Linked DNA regions of Zea mays: region 1 is linked to region 2. A link is a contact called in public Hi-C data. All regions are on one chromosome and are shown on one strand. Each heading gives the region's core, a stretch centred on a gene start, on an enhancer-like site or on the middle of the called end of the contact. The rest is flanking DNA. Distances are from core to core; before and after follow the strand shown.

Region 1 (2,700 bases), core at 14-2,513, 240 kb before region 2:
GGTTCAGAGTTCCAAGTATAGGAACTGACCATTTCAATTTTCAAATGGTGCCGGCTATAGATTAGTCGTAGGAGAAGAAGTTGCATTGATGATTGAGGATGCATCTGAATTCTAGCTGCCCTTGTTCTCCAGCAAAAAAATAATAGTAAAAAAATACAGCCAGCTTTCATTGGGTTTTTTTTCTTTGGCGCCTCAAATGAAAAATACTTCAGACTTAAGACAACTAGCTGTTTCATTTTCGTTAGTTTTAAGTGAAATGGAAATTCTTTGAGCATCTTGTTTAAATTCGAAATCACAATAACGGGAGAAACGTGTTGCTCTCGGCTCTCGCTCGATCAAAAACAGCTCAGTGCGGTGGGAGCTAGCATTGCAGGGTAAAGGATTCAATTAGCTGATAGAGTTTGCTTACCGCGAGAGCGTCGGCAGGGTCTCCCGTCGCGGCAGATGCACTGGAACGAAATATCGGGGAATCTGCACTCCCCGCCGCGCTCCTTGCACTCGTCGCATTCCGCCGTCGACCTCGGCGGCCACTCCAGCAGGAACCCTTCCCCGATCAGCTCCGAGTAGTTCAGCCGACGACCGGGCTCCGTTCCGCGCTCGATCCAGCGCACCGGCACGCTCACGCTGCTGCAGTTGATCGAACCGAGCGGCTCGGTGGTGTCGTCGTCGGAGGTGTACGCCCCCATAGTAGTGTTGTCGCACGCCGGCTGCAGCCGGAGCCGCGGAGGGACGTCGCAGCCGTAGACGAAGGTGAGGTTCCTGTTGGCGGCGCTGATGTAGACGGGCAGGAGCGCGAGGCTGGCGGACACGTTGAAGTCGGGCACGCGGCACCCGCCGTCGCCGGCGAAGGTGGCCTGGACGGCCATCACCAGGGAGCTGTTGCCGTAGAATATGTGGAGGACGCGGTAGAGGCGGTCCCTGAACGTCCTGCTGAGGTACGTGCGGTTGGCGGCGGCGTCGCACGTCAGCTGGAAGGCCGGGAAGCCGCAGTAGATTGGGTGCGCGCCCACGAGCGAGAACGGGTACGTGATGGTCAGCCCCCCGCACCGCGCCGGCGCGCAGCCCGTGCCGTTGCCGCCGCTGGTCGTCTGGTTGGTGTTGGTATTGGTGTCGGCGGCGGCGGCCGTGGCTGAGCCTAAGCGCGGGAAGGCGGAGAGGAGGAGCAGCAGCGCCGCCGCCACCACGGCGGTGGTCTGCATCGTGAGGACTGAGGAAGGAAAGGATAGGTGGTGGTTCTAGTTCTGGTTGGCGTCTGTCTGCCCGGTGGCCGGTGGGCGGGTGGTGGAGTGGACTGCGGAGGTTGTGAAAAAAGAGGGCGTCTGACGCACGCAGCTGCTGCGGTCATGGTCAGATACTTGGACCGGAATTTGTTCCCAGGACAGGACAGTTCCGCCATGCACTTGCCAGCCACAGAAACCTCAGCGGCCGGGCATCCTCTGCTGCTGCTGCGGCCGCCATGGGCGATCGGATCGGGCCACGGAGGCGGCACAAGAAAGAGCCGTTGGATGGAACGTAGCAGAGGGTCTCAAACCGTGAGCATCGAATCCTCGTGTCCGGCTCCTGTTAGCTGTCTGCCTTTGGAGAGATGAAGGCTGAAGGATCCGGGAAGCCAAAAGAGTGTTCGTCCGTGGCTCCGTGCATGATGATATGCCCGCAGCACCGCCACCAATCGTGGACAACTACATGACCATCGCAGTGTTAACATGGCATCTGCTTTTGCTAAAACGCAGGTCTGCAGCGTCCGGTATATGCTCCTGGAGCAATGCTTCCCCCAGACCCCCACCACTACCAAACGTCGCCACAGTCAGCTAGGCCTGTTCTTCGGATAACGTTGTAATTTATAAAGATAAAAAATACTGTAGAATTAATAGAAGGTTATAGATTAAAACCAGTAGAACGAACAGAATAATCTAGCATCCGGGCGTGGGCCTGCCTGTGGCCAGCGATTCCTCGCTTGGTCACTGGATGGACTAGAAAACCGTGCACACCAGGCATGCGATCTTGATTTCTAAGGGCCTGATTGGTTGCCGTATCTAGGCAGCATGGCCGAGCGAGCCAGGTCCGCGGCAGCCTGGCTGTGCATCGCGTGAGCCTGGCTCCACAGATGCGCAGATTTTGGTCGCATCTCCAGAGCCTGGCCCGAGCTCCTTTTTTGCATCGCGAGACACAGGCGCTGATGCATATGCGGCAAACCAAACAAGCGGCAAAGTAGCACGCGCCTGGTTACGTGGATGCAACATACAACCAAACACACTACGGCCGCATACCGTGAGTCTGATTGGCCTATATGCGGGCAACCAATCAGGCCCTAAGTCTCCGTCTCCGTCACCTTTCCCGTGGAAGCGACGGCGCCGCGGCAGCGGCACGCCAATGCGGTTTGTTTACTTGATTTTCCACACGCGCATCTGCAGCCGCTCACCCGCTCGCCCCTCCTGGCTCTGCTTCCGCGCGGCGAAAAATCTCTCCGGGTCTAGTGTCCAGACCGCCGTTGCCATGCGACTCGCCCTGGCGTTCGTGTCCACATTTTCTTTTGGAAATGCATGTCCTTCTAGATAGATGATGGTAATCCAATGATAGTAGGCCGGTTTGCAAGGGCTCTTGGCGGCTCGAGCTTTTTGCTGGAGCCCTCCCAAGTGTTGGTGCCCAGCGGGCTAGCCCGGTTCAGCACAACCCAAGAACGAGGTAGATACGGCCCACATG
Region 2 (2,700 bases), core at 118-2,617:
CAATACCACATTTGCAGAGTACTGGATCAAATTTGACCTCTTCTGCCGCCCACCCCATGTATCTCTTTTCCTTTACCTCTGGCTCTGGCCAATGGGACAAAGGACCATACAACCACTCTCTGAAACGACACTTACGCCACCCGTATGGCTGCAAGAGAAAAAATTAGTAATTTATTGTAAATAAAAACTAGTTCATACATTTAGCGTATCAATGGGCTCACATAATCAATGTTCGGACAACAGAACTGCTTGTCATAGTCTTCGTCGATGACAGCACGGTCTCCACAATCGCATCGAGGCGGTGAGTCCATCCGTCTTTCTGTTGCTACCTCCTTCTCCGCATCCGTCATTGGTGGAGGATTCGGGGGAGGAGGTACCCAACGCTTAAAACGCTCATGAGTGGTCCTTCCACTCAACCAATTAACGAAAAGAAGATATCGAGGGTCAAATTTATCAGGACCATCGATCCACTGGAAAAAGAAACACCTCTGATGTCCCTAAAATAATTGAAAGATGCACTATTACATATCTACAAAATAATGAATGCGAACAAAATTAAGTGACAAGTCATAAGCTACGTACGTCCAAAGTGCCACAAAGGTAGTAGCAGCGAGCAGCCGTGTCTGGATGTTGTGATTGATGTACCCAAGCCAGTCTGCCACAGTCACAGTTAGGCACGGGGAGTTCAGGAGGAACAGGAGCATCCTTACTAGATACGTCCGGATATAACTCCCGAGGACGACCTCTCTTCTGCCACAACGCCTCTCGGTACATGTCTTTCATCTAATAAACGATTATAATTATCACTTGTACCTATTATGCTTTATAATAAGTTTACACAAACTAATAATCGAAATGATAATATAATAGGTGTATACAAATTATTAAACTAAAAACCTAATATACAAACGAATCAGTTCGAATTCATACCTTGGTCTACGAAGTGAACCAACTCAAATCTTTGAATCCAGGAAATTTTGACGAAGTTTGGAAATGAGATGAAATGAGCTGCTCTCGGCCAGCCGCGGGGGCGTTTTTATAGGAATTCGTAGCTCGGCGCCAAGATCTGTGGCGCCGAGCTACGAGGCCGCGCCGCCGCCACGTCAGCGCCAGGTCAGCCCTGGACGCAGCTAGCCGTTGCGGCCACGTCACAGCTCGGCGCCATAGGCTGTGGCGCCGAGCTGTGTTAGCTCGGCGCCACAGGCTATGGCGCCGTGCTAAGGATCCAAAACTGCATTTAAAATTTTTGTAGGTCTAAACGTGAATTTATTTCTGTTTAAGGGGCTAAAATACAAAAAATTCGGGACTGCCGTGCTCTTGCCATCACTAGTTGTCCACACTGTAGCCTTCTTGCTACAGCTTTCAATGGGTACTTCCCAAACAACAGAGCCTGAACAACAAGGCTGCTCGCCCAAGGCATGCGGGAGCCTGAACATCTCGTACCCGTTCTGGCTGGAGGAGCCAGGGCAGCCGCCGTGCGGGTCGCCGCCCTTCCAGCTCAAGTGCAACAGCAGCGGCGCGTTCCTGACCCACTCCATGTTCCAGGCGTACCGGGTGGTCAACATCTTCAACGAGAACAACTCTCTGCACGTGGTGGACGAGAACCTGCCACTCGCCGCCGGCTGCCCGGCGCCGTGCTTCAACATCTCGATCGCCATGGAGTTCATGGGGGCGTTCGCCGTCAGCAGAGCCAACAGCGAGCTCCGGTTCCTCTCCCGATGCGACGAGCCGGTGCCGGAGGCTCTGCTCTGCCTGGGTTCCAGCGCATGCCCTGCGACAACTCCTCGTTCGTCGGGTTTAGACGGCGGTTCGGGAGCTACAGCTACAGAGAGCACGGGGCGGGGGCGGCAACACCGCCGGGCTCGGGCTGCCTTGTCGCCGTCATGCCTACCGTCCCGCCGCCAGACCGGGACAGCAGGCACAACTACGTCGCGGGCCTGAGGAACGGATTTCTCCTCGAGTGGACGGCGGTCTCGGGGGATTGCTCCAAGTGCACTGCAAGCGGCGGGGAATGCATGTACCCTGCCAACGGCCTGGCTTTCTCCTGCAATTGCCCAGACGGCATACATTACCCAGTGAGCTGCGGTGAGTACAAGTTAATCCAAATTACTATGCCACGCTCCATATATAGGTTAGTTCATCGATACCTTTCTTCGGCAGACTGTAGGAAGAATCAAGTCAAGTGACGGCTCTTAAGCAGCCATAAAAAATATTTTTTAGTGAAGCATTTCCCATGTCTGTCAGAGGAGCAACTCCAAGCCTAAAGTTGGGTCCTAGAAGTCGAATTAAGACACGATTCAAGTTATTTAGGACCTAACAAATTTGTTTTACTCCAACAGTGAGCCTTATAATCACTTTATTATTTAGTTAATCCTAGTTTATTCGGTGGATTTGACGGCAGCATTTTGGCGCCTTGACGCTAAAACGATTTGGGCAGAGCCATGGGCATCCATTCGGCCACACCCCACACCCATCACGCAGCAACGCCGGCGTGTGACCCTGCATGTTTAGCCGGGGTTTGGGGCGGGGGGTTTTGGCTAGCGGCAAGAGACCATGGCGAATCAACCCAGCTTTACGTGATCCTACACATCCATCAACAGAGCAACACCAGTAGAGGCAGACAGTAATAAAGATAAACCTGGATCACGAGAAACCCAAAGACAAATGTTGGTCATGCACTCATGCATAGGATCTGTAGGC

Evidence for each region. A called contact is a pair of places that touch in the nucleus more often than the background predicts.
Region 1: a Hi-C map of tassel shows a contact between it and region 2, with 2.6 times the contacts expected there. The contact joins the promoter of LOC100281606 here to the promoter of LOC103651811 in region 2. A contact is called at or near these places in 2 of 25 Hi-C or Micro-C datasets (ear and tassel).

The regions. Positions count from the first base shown.
Region 1 is chr3:20,344,900-20,347,599 of Zm-B73-REFERENCE-NAM-5.0, reverse strand. LOC100281606 reads right to left here and starts at 1,263. Exons shown (of 4, transcript NM_001371786.1): 1 at 410-1,263. The coding sequence starts at 1,199.
Region 2 is chr3:20,102,381-20,105,080 of Zm-B73-REFERENCE-NAM-5.0, reverse strand. LOC103651811 (LEAF RUST 10 DISEASE-RESISTANCE LOCUS RECEPTOR-LIKE PROTEIN KINASE-like 2.1) reads left to right here and starts at 1,367. Exons shown (of 4, transcript XM_035966157.1): 1 at 1,367-2,085. The coding sequence starts at 1,419.